Regions from separate parts of the Mus musculus genome. Here region 2 is linked to region 1. The links are chromatin contacts, called in public HiChIP or PLAC-seq maps. All regions are on one chromosome and are shown on one strand. The core of a region is the stretch at or near the end of the contact, and the rest is flanking DNA. Distances in the headings are between cores, read along the strand shown.

Region 1 (5,349 bases), core at 1,128-3,627:
CATTTCCAGGTCCCCAGCTCAGCTGGGCCTTCTGGATGCCAAGGAACATAGAAGAAGTTCAACGGAGGACCATAGGAAGGTCAGGGGTAGCCCAACCAGAGCCATCTTGGCATGTGAAGCAACCTTAGTAGTCGTCAAATCTTCAGCTGACAGGTCCTCCTGACCCAAGGGGGTCAAGCAGGCAAGAGCAGGGAGAAGGGAGGAGGCAGGGTTGGCCATGTGCTAGGAATGAGCTTTGTTATCATCTGACATAGAGCAAAGAGACCCCCACACCCGCTACTGAAGTGATGAGCCCCCACTACTGTGCTCAGGTGTGATGGGGACTGGGAAAGGCAGGAGAAGCAAGGAGCTATCAGGACTACAGACTGATGGCCAGACAGCTGCTAACCTTCTTGAGTATCATGCCACCACATGTCCATGGGCCCGACAACATGCTTTTCTTCTGAAGGTGACTGGTGGTTTCAATACGCTTGACCCAGGGAGCCTTGTTGGTGTGGCTTTGTTGGAGGAAGTGTGTCACTGTAGGGGTGGCTTTGAGGCCCTCCTCCTAGCTGCCCAGAAGACAGCAGTTTTTTCCTGTTTGCCTTTGGAACAAGATGTAGAACTCTCAACTCTTCCACCACCATGCCTGCCTGGATGCTGCCATGCTTCCCACTATGATGATAATGGACTGAGCCTCTGAACCTGTAAGCCAGTCCCAATTAAATGTTGTCCATTATGAGAGCTGCCTTAGTCATGGTGTCTCTTCATAGCAATGGAAAGAAACCCTAACTAAGACAGTGGAGCTACCTAACAGAGACCTTGGGGTCAGAAGCCTGCACCCCACAGCCACTTAGACATGGGGTTGATGTAATCTGGGGCTCAAAGTTCAAGGGATAGGGTCCAGGAGAGCAGGAGGATGCCTATGTTAGTGACTTCTCTTTTGTCTGGTACAAAACAATGAACAACAACAACAACAATAACAAAACAACTTCAAGAAGGCAGGGATTGCATAGGTTCACGGTTTGTCTACCATGGCGGCCCCCCCAGGGTGGGGGTTAATGTTGGTGCTTGGTTTGCTTTACCCCTTTATTAAGTCCAGGACACCAGACCATACCCTGGTGCTGCCCATATTTAGGGAGGGGTTTCCAACCTCAATTAGTCCAATCCAAAAACCCTTCACAGATACGCTCAGAGGCTAGCTTTCTAGTTAATCCTTGATCCTGTTAGACGGGCAATATTAACCATCACAAAGCCTAAGCCCTGCTTTGCCGGACATTGAACATCAGTCTTCTCTAAGTAGTATACCTGCTGCCCTTCTAAGCAACAATGTGGTTCCCCCTGGGTAGGGTAGCCCTTCTGAAGTTCCTCTGGAGTCAGGTGGGCTTGGCTCTGCCACACCTGTTCCCTGACTGAAGAGCTCCTGCCCTGAGATGCTTGTGGTGGGAAACTGGGGGTCACCAGAGAGGTTTCTTGGGGTGTGCCACAGTTTTATTTCTTGATCCAGGTGGATAGGCAAGCTTCATGTTTGCTGGATCACATGATCTGGGCTGCCTTTGTGACACTGTCTCCAGATCACAAACTTGGTTTTATTTTAACAAGCTGACCTCAAGCTCTGGGGCTGCCACCCACGTTAGGCATTTTAAGATTCCTATAAACGGCAAAAGTTTTTTGTTTTGTTTTGTTTTTCCTTTTTACTGGAACCCAGGATTGCATTCTCCCAAGCGCCTGGCAGCCGGTTCCACTGGGCTGAGGTCACCTCTGAGCTCATGTTGGCAACACAGTGGCAAACTGCACAGAGGCTGGCCATTGCCAAAAGCTGTAACACAGACTATCCAGTCTCAGATAAAAATACCAGGTCCCTGGGTGCTGCAAGGCCAGGGACTCTGAGGTGACTATTCCTGCAGAACCACCCCCCTCCCACCCCAGTTCAGAGGCATAGCGTGTCTGGTGGAGATCGCCTAGCAGGCTGGACATTTTGGGCCTGGGAGTAGGGTAGTAACTAATTATGATCATACTAGGACAATACTTATGACTTTGCTTGTTACTCTCAATATCCCATGAACAGAATTGTCTGTGTTGTCCACTGGGGTGAAAGTGGCACAGTTCAACAGTGATGGCATCTGTGTCCCTACTGCAGTATGTGCACGTCAACAGGGGCCACCATGGTGAAGTGCCAACAGAGCTCTGGCCTGCCTGTGGTGCTGGGGGTGGGTGAAGGATCGCTAGCTCGCTAGCTCGCACCCTTCAGAAAGCCTCGGCTCTAGCTCCTCTCAGATCCTGCAGGGTGGACTCAGCTGCTCCTTGTGGGAGGGCGCCCCTGTAGTTTTATCTATCAGGCAGAATCAACAGTCCTGGTGACTAACAGAGGCCATGGCCCTAGCAAGGGTGACCAGAGTCTGGACTCCCTGTGTCAATATGCCTAGAAGGCCCTGGATGGAAGCTGTGAGCACGGCTCTGTGGAATGTGACCATCGACTGGGGTTGGGGGGCCCTTAGACCAGCCCTATGAGAACTGTAGGCTCTGTTTCATCACCAATATGTCCGTCTCTTGATCACCTATCATAATGTCCTTTGCTTGGCCCCTGGCCCTGGATCCAGTGGGCACAGCAGCAGTGACTGGCAGAGAACCCCATTTACACCTGTATCGGCAGTGCCTGGCCAGTCACTTCAGGGCTTGAGGCTGATCCTCAGCCATTCTGGTAGCTTTGCCCTCCACTCAGAAACCACTTTCTTTGGGGACCCAATGCGCATGCTACCCACTTAAAAGGCCCAGAGGGCAGGGGAGCAAAGCCGCCTACGGATCAAGAACAGCAGGAAGCACAGTGCGTGAGAGAACAGGCGGGAAGCCAGGTGAGGGAGGTTCCAACCACTTCCCCAGTTCTGCTCAGTCCGTCCAGGACAGACACAGATAAGGCTAGACCATCCGTCTGTCCTCCTGAACGGACACAGATAAGGCTAGACCGTTCTGGGCGAGCTTCCCTCACAAGCTTGACACGCATCTTTGTCCTCCTTGGTGACATCTGTGATTTCTGCTGCACTGAACTGAAGCAGATGCTCAGCACAACAGTGTTCAGTCAGCACTGACTACCCTGCCCCAGCTACCTGGCGGTCCTGTCCTCAAATCCCTCAGATCACCCACGAGAACACAAGGGGCATCAGGGGACCTGGAAGCCCCCAGGGTCTTGTCTGATTGATCCTAAAACTGCAGAAAGGTGTTCAGCAAATACTAAAAGGAAGAAGGCAGGCAGGCAGACAGACCGACAGATAGGCATCTGTCCTGTGTAGCTGGATAGTCATCAGATAGAAGGAAGACAGATTAGCTGACTGGAAGGAAGGAAGGAAGGAAGGAAGGAAGGAAGGGAGGAAGGGAGGGAGGGAGGGAGGGAGGGAGGGAGGGAGGGAGGAAGGAAGGAAGGAAGGAAGGAAGGAAGGAAGGAAGGAAGGAAGGAAGGAAGGAGAAACAGGCAGGCAGGCAGGCAGGCATCCAGACAGACAGACAGACAAAGTAATAAGACAGGGAATGAGGGGTCAGAGCAGCAGTTGTCAGCGCTCATGTTTACAAAGCCCTTTCTCTATTCCATCGCTGCTCCTCTAACAATAACCCCTGCCAGCCTTTCAGCAGCAAGCAGCCTGTCCATTCCTCCTCCTCCCCTTCCTCCAACCAGCACTCCCCAAGCAGTGCCCCTGTAGAGGTGCCTGCTCTAGGTGATGCAGACAGACCCACCTGAGATGCCAGCCAGCCAGGCTGTCACAGCTGGAGCACAGAGGACTCAAGGAAGGCACAGGGAGGGACTCCTGGAGGAGGTAACGGCAGCTTAGCTAGTGGGCTGAGGGGAGAGGAACGTCTCTGGCAGACCAGCTGCCAGTCACCCCGCACATTGAAGGAGCCCGACTGTGGCATGACAAGGAACATAAACCCCGCTAGGTGATGAGGGAGGGGGAAGCCATCCCTCATGGAGCTTTGCTCACAGACAGTCTGACTTGTGGAACAAAGCAGCAGGGAGACAGGGAAGCTCAGGGTTAATGCTGGTGGGAGGGGACATTACAGCACCATTACAAGAATGGTAACCTACGCGTTGGATGGATTGGGTCAATCACTTCATGTGGATTTGAGTCACCGGGGCTCTGTGCATGCTTCTCCTACACTCCCCAAGGCCAACGCCTCCACCCAGCTGGCCACAGACATGCAGCTCACCCTCCGCGCTGACAGGAGAGAAAGCCATGTCCTGACACCAGGGACAGAGCAGGGTCTGCAGCCCCTGACTTCCTGGCAAACCTGTGCAGATCCTGAGGGCTACCTAAAGAGGCATCTTGCCCAGCACAGGCTGTGTGAGATAGGTAGTGGTCCCTGTGTGGCCGCAGGCATGTGTAAGCATGTTCATGCTGGTGTACAGACTCCAGTTCTCCTACTGTGTGTCTGACAGGAGCCAGATGCACAGCCGGGCCACGTTCAGAGCCGGGCGTAGCAAACTCGGGGAGATGTGGCAGCTGCTGCTGACAGTTCCAAAGCTCTGCCTGGCCAAGAAGTGTCTCACTCCCTGTGGCTCAGGCACTTCTGGTGACAGTGATTGACACCTGAGAGCAGCCTCCCTCTGGCCACCCAGGGGCCTCGTGGAGTCATTCCAGACTCATCCACCTCCTGTAGCAACCAGTGACGGGCACCAGCTGCCCTGGACCTGAGAGCAAGGGAGTAACAGAGAGGGTCTACAGACACGGGCAGCCCGCCTGGGCCTGGACAGAAGGCTGGGCGTCCACAGCACACACAGACCACCTTCAATGCCAGGGCCATGCTGCACCAAATATGGCAACAGACCTCTTCCCCGACAAGACAACTTTCTTGCTTTTAAAAATGAAGCGTTTCCCACATCTTAACCTGTTTATTTCAATTGTAGAAAATTCTTAGGGTGCCACAAAGCAATCTTTTTTTGTGTGAGCATGCCTGCGCATGTGTGTGTGCAAGCCCAAAGACAACCTCAGCTGTCATTCCCCTGGGACTGTGCCACCTTGGGTTTTTGAATCAGGGTCTCTAAGACACCTGGCCAGTGCAGTCCAGGGGTCACTTGTCTCCAGTGCTCCAGTCCCAGTGTGTAAGTGTATGCCAGCACTCCTGGCTTTTTATATGTGGACTCTGGGTTTGTTTAGGCAATCTCCTCCATCCTTTCTGAACCTTATCCCTGCACAGCTTTACCTAGGGCAGCAACTGTCAGGACAGGGTCAGGCTGCCTCATGGAATAGTCTGGAACTTCAGGGAGAGACTGGGTAGAAGAGCTGGAGTATAGTAGCCATGCCCTGTGGAAGCACGGGCAAGAACACAGCTTGGCACACCTGGGTCACCACATTGCCTCGGAGTCCTTTCTCTTAATTTGGT
Region 2 (5,349 bases), core at 1,681-4,180, 85 kb before region 1:
CAAACAAACAAAAGGAGGAGGAAAGAAGGAAAGAAGGAAAGAAGGAAGGAAGGAAGGAAGGAAGGAAGGAAGGAAGGAAGGAAGGAAGGGAGGAAGGGAGGAAGGAAGGAAGGGAGGGAGGGAGGGAGGGAGGGAAAGGGAGGGGAGAGGAGGGGAGGGGAGGGGAGGGAGGGATATTTGATGGGTTATTTGTATAGCTTGTCATACTCTTGTTGGATAGCAGCTGATAAGAGACAAGAAAATCAGGTGAGAACCTGGGGAAATGGCTCAGAGGTCACATGGTGGCTCACAACCCTCTGTAACGCCAGCTCCAGGCAATCCAACACCCCTTCTGGCTTGCCCTGGGCACCAGGCACACATGTGGTACACAGACCTAAATGGGGGCAAAACATACATACATATAAAGCAAATTTTAAACATTTAAAAAGGAGAAGAGAAAGAAGATGAGGGATGAGCGATGGCTTGGCTGGTAAAGGACTTGCCACCAACCATGACAAAGCAGGTTCATTCTCCAGGACTCACATCAATGGGCTGTGGTGAACCTTGCTTACAGTCCAAGTGTTGGCCAGCCCTGACTCTGAGCATCAGTAATTATGGTCTGGTATGGACTCTGTGTCCCTCCCTCAGTTAGTATGTCCTAGCCCCGCAGGCTCTGTACTTGGACGTGGGACCTGGGAGAGATGACTAAGTTTAGATGAAGCTATGAAGTTAGCTAGGACCCTGACAGTAGAGGGTGGGTGCTCGTCTATAGCCATAAACATACTGAGCCACACTCTAAAGGAGGGCATGGGATCCACCACAGGAGACACCCAGGGAAGAGCTGTTGTGTTTGCTCCTCACAAAGGGCAGGCCCATGAGTTCAAGATCTACGTTAGGACAGAGGCCCCTAGGGAGCCCTGAAAACGTCTCTAGATAGATACTATTTATGTTAGAATACTAAGACAAAACAAAGCGAACAGAAACCCAGATGTCCACATCTGTCATCCAGGCACTCAGCTCAGAAGTTCAGTGTCATCTTTGGCTACAAGATGAATCCAAGGCTGGCCTGGGTCACATGAGACCCAGTCTCCAAACAAAGCAAAGCAAACAAACAAACAAAAAAACCCCACAAAAATTAAGACAGTCTCCGCCTATTTTTCCTCCCTCATTTGTATTATAAAGTGGGATCTTCTACGTGGCATGCAGTACGTCAGCAGATTGAACTGGTTCACTGAGGAATTCTTCACTCTGTCTACTTTCATTTGGGTAACTCCATTTTCATAAACATATTTTACTCACATTGACACATAGATGGGTATACTATTACCGTTTTAAATTAAGTTATTGAGTAATTTGAAACATGCCCAATGGCTAAGATGGTAAATGTTGAGAAATGCAGCCTATGAGCATAAGAGATCTTTGGGAATCTGGTTCTGGCGGTGCACAGCTGTAATTCCAACCTATGGGGGGTGGAGGCCAGAGGATCTGGAGTTTCAAGTCACTCAGCTACACAGTTTGTGGTAGCCCTGAGCTGCATGAGACCCCGTCTCTCTCCTCCCACCAAACCTTAGGAGTCTCCATTTACTTGAGGGAGGTTTTTGTTGTGAGGCTTTGCTTGTTTATTTGAGTTATTATCTGACTTTATAGCCCAGACTGGCCTAGAACTTACTGTGTAGCCCAGGATACCCTCAAACTTCTCGTAATCTTCCTGTCTCAGCCTTCCAAGTGCTTCAATTATGAGAATGAAGCACCACATCTACCTGGGGTCTCAGGTTTTTATTTTCTTATTCCTACTATTGTTGTTGGTTTTTTTTTGTTGTTTGTTTGTTTTTTTTTGTTTTTTTGTTTTTTTTTTTTTTTTGAGACAGAGTTTTTCTGCGTAGCCCTGCTTGTCCGGGAACTCTGTAGACTAGGCTGTCCTTGAACCTGGAGATCTGCCTGCCTTTGCCTCCTGAGTGCTGGGATTAAATGCATGTGCAATTTTTAAAATTATAAAACAAGGGTCCAGGGCTGGAGAGATGGCTCAGCCGTTAAGAGCACTGGCTGCTCTCCCAGAGGTCCTGAGTTCAATTCCCAGCAACCACATGGTGGCTCACAATCATCTATAATGGGATCCGATGCCCTTTTCTGGTGTGTCTGAAGACAGCTACAATATACTCAAATACATCAAATAAATCTTAAAAAAAAATAAAACAAGGGTCCAGTGATCAAAGAATTTGAGAGTTGCTGATAAAGAGTAAGGAAGGTTTACATTTCCCGGCTCTCCTTAGTCCTCTTCTATCCACAGTGTCAAGGTGTCAAGGTGTCAAGGTGTCATAGCAGATCAGCACAGAGACAGAAGCATCGCAGCCTCCGGATACGGACTGCTGCACACATTAGTCTTGGGTAAACACTGGCTTGTCTTCTGTCACTTAAGGAATTTTGGCCACTTTGGGCTTTTATATTCTGGTTGATTAGAATATAGACAATGATCGTTCAAAAGAAAAACTGACTTCACCTCTTTCTCTGATTTAAAATCTTTCCACTTCTTCCAGTCAACTGGAAACATTAAGGTTCCAATAAGCACTAGGTCATTCCAGCTCCTCTATGGCTTGCCAGCATCACTGCTCCTGACCGGCCTCATCTAGCTACTAGAAGCCTCCTGGAGTTGAAGGGACTCTTTTGCTACGGAACTTTGTGTTTGTGACATCCACACACTGCCCCCGTGAGTCCTGAAGTACTCTTTCCCCTCCCTTCTCCAGCTCTGCTCCTGCAGGATCCAGCTTCGAATCCTCCTTTCTGAGAAGCTGCTGACACCCCTCTCCCAGGCCGCTAGAATGTGGGAGACCTGTGTTCTGAGGCTGAATCTGTCTTCAGCACCAGGGCTGAGGTCACACCTCTACACACCCCAATGTGTCAGCTCTGATTGGTTAGTTTCTTATCCACACTGCTCATTGTCTTTGTTAAAATACTTTCAAATTCTCCCTTTCAAAAGTCCTTGCGAGGAAGCACTCAAATATTTGCCAAGTGACTCAGTAGACAAAGTGTTCTGGGCTCCAAATGGCACAAGGGAAATTGCTTTCAGACCCAGAGGTCTTCGCTTGTGATTAGGAAATTCTCTCTAGAGTTGGGGGTTGAACCCGGAACCTCACACACCCTGAAGCTATGTTCCACGGTGGAGCTCCCCAGCCGCTGTGCTCCCAGGCCCTTCTCCAGCACAGGCCTTGTACCATAGCCAGTTCTGACCCCTCTGACATTTCTCAGCTTTCTCTGAACCACAACACAGAAAATAAGCAGAGTTTGAAATCTTACCAATCTCTTTCCAGCCACCTGCCTTATCATCCTTCTGCACCAAACAAGATGCATCCTATCTACAGACTGTCTGTCCTGTATCCTTGGTCCATGGGCATTTCTGCTGAGCCTTGGTCTCTATAATCCTCACTTACCAACCACCAGCGCAGGTTAAGTTCCTAAGGGAGTAACTTGCCAAGTATTCCAATTATTTGAAACAATTATGCATTTAAGTTGATTTCCTTCCATTTATTGCTGGGAAGAATTATTTCTAAATTGAATCCAATCATTCCTTCTATGGTGGAATACTCAATAAAAGCTGAGGTTAAAACCTTCTAACATGGTACTAAGTGCTGTCTGCTGGATCAGTAATGGCTGGAAGATGGTAGGTGCACCTCAATACCACTTCTTCATTCATCTGACTCATGTTCATTCAACATCTTTTAGTGTGTTGGGCTTTGTGTGGATGCAGATCCAAGTTTATAACTCACACACACACACACATATACAGACATACAACACACACACACAAATATAGACATATACACCACACATATGTAAATACAGACATATACATCACACATACAGAGGCACACAAATACAGACACACACCTCACACACAGATACACACAAACATATACACCTACACACACAGAAATCAGATATCCACACAAACACAGGAACAAATGTACACTGACATGCATGCGTACTCATACACACATACTGCACACACATTCACACAGAAACACAGATACACACACAGAGGCACGTATACACAGAGAGATGCATGCACATACACAGACATACATACACACATAAAGAAATATGGACACACACAGAGATGCACACAGATAGGCATGCACACACACCACCCACACACAGACACAAACACACAGACACATACTACTTTTGCTTAACAACATCAGGAAAGGTAGCTTCACAGTTATCAAACATTTAAAATTATCTAAGGAGGAACAAAAGAAAAATCTCATTCTTCATACACTCTATGTTCTAGACACTAAGCTCTAAGTTCTAAAGATGATGGCTCAGTGAAGTCTGAAGACAGACTTCCGGACTTCCTCTGGCTACTCTTTACTGCCCCCAGCCATGGCCTTTTGGCCAGGCTGTCTGGAAGCCACAGGACAGCAGGGGTGTCCTGTTATCCGCTGAGATTTTGCTGGGCTGAGATGGCATAGGAGTGACCATCCACAGCCCACCACAGGAAGACCTTTCCGCTTAGCTGGCTTCTCCTGCAGGTCTAAAAAAAAAAAAAAAAAATGAGCCAAGGCGCCCAGAGCCCTGGATGAATGATGGGGCTGTGTGTGGCTTTTTTTTTTTTTTTTTTTTTTTTTTTGCTCCTGTGGATTTTTCAATCATGAAAAACGAGGCTTATCTCTCATTTTTAATTGATTTTAATGCTGCTCAGCCAGGGTAGATGAAATCTCAGCTTCTCCGTGTCCTATGAGGAATGATGTGAGGAACTGACTGAATGTTAATGAGGGCTAGAGAGAAGCTAGAGGAGGCGTAGAGGCCCTCCCAGGCTTCTGAGGCCCCTTTAGCTCAGCCTTGCACTGGTCTGTCATGGTGGGCTAATGTGTGCCTTTCAGAGATGATGAAGATACAGGAATGTGGCCCTTTGACATCTGACCTGAGGAGCTAATACAGAGAAATGAAATGTGTGCTTGTAATTATAGTCTCCGGGAGCTAAAAATTAGTACAGGTTTTAGACTTGGACTGGTCATCTTCGTATTAGTACAACGCTAATACACTAATACACAAATATAATACTAATACACAAATGAGCAATGAAGGAAACTGCTTGGTTTGTGAGACAGGAAGCCTAAAGAGACAAAGCTGGCCCTCCAAATCCCTATCATGTAACAGTGACCTAAAGACTTTGCATGGACCCTACTCCTCAAAGGCATCACCATTTGCCACCCCGGGCACTGACAATGTGGATTGTTGACCACCACTCATTTGAACCACAGCAGAACCCCAGTGAGCTGATGTTGAATACACACACCCTCATCCTAATCTCCCTCACCGGGGCTTCTCCCTCCTCTTCAGATGCCTTCGCAGTTCTCTGTGGCACTTCCAGCA

The links. HiChIP or PLAC-seq counts read pairs in DNA pulled down with a chosen protein or histone mark.
Region 2: a contact with region 1 is called in an HNF4G HiChIP or PLAC-seq map of pancreatic cancer cells. The contact joins two enhancer-like sites. A contact is called at or near these places in 6 of 39 promoter capture datasets (the 3T3-L1 cell line, 3T3-L1-derived adipocytes, the C10 cell line and 3 more), 15 of 484 Hi-C or Micro-C datasets (the AML12 cell line, B-cell progenitors, CD8 T cells and 10 more) and 8 of 115 datasets of contacts at active chromatin or transcription factors (the HPC-7 cell line, acute myeloid leukemia, double positive thymocytes and 5 more).

The regions. Positions count from the first base shown.
Region 1 is chr12:8,330,834-8,336,182 of GRCm38.p6, reverse strand. The region is part of intron 4 of Hs1bp3 (HCLS1 binding protein 3); the gene reads right to left. Among named protein-coding and RNA genes, the nearest start is that of Hs1bp3, 20 kb to the right of the region's middle. Within about 2 kb of position 2,377, at least 67 of the 459 cell types and tissues checked have an H3K27ac peak or open chromatin away from gene starts, as enhancers often do. A contact at or near this core is called in pancreatic cancer cells, where this site is marked.
Region 2 is chr12:8,416,737-8,422,085 of GRCm38.p6, reverse strand. No RefSeq gene overlaps it. Among named protein-coding and RNA genes, the nearest start is that of Gm51967, 30 kb to the left of the region's middle. Within about 2 kb of position 2,930, at least 25 of the 459 cell types and tissues checked have an H3K27ac peak or open chromatin away from gene starts, as enhancers often do. A contact at or near this core is called in pancreatic cancer cells, where this site is marked.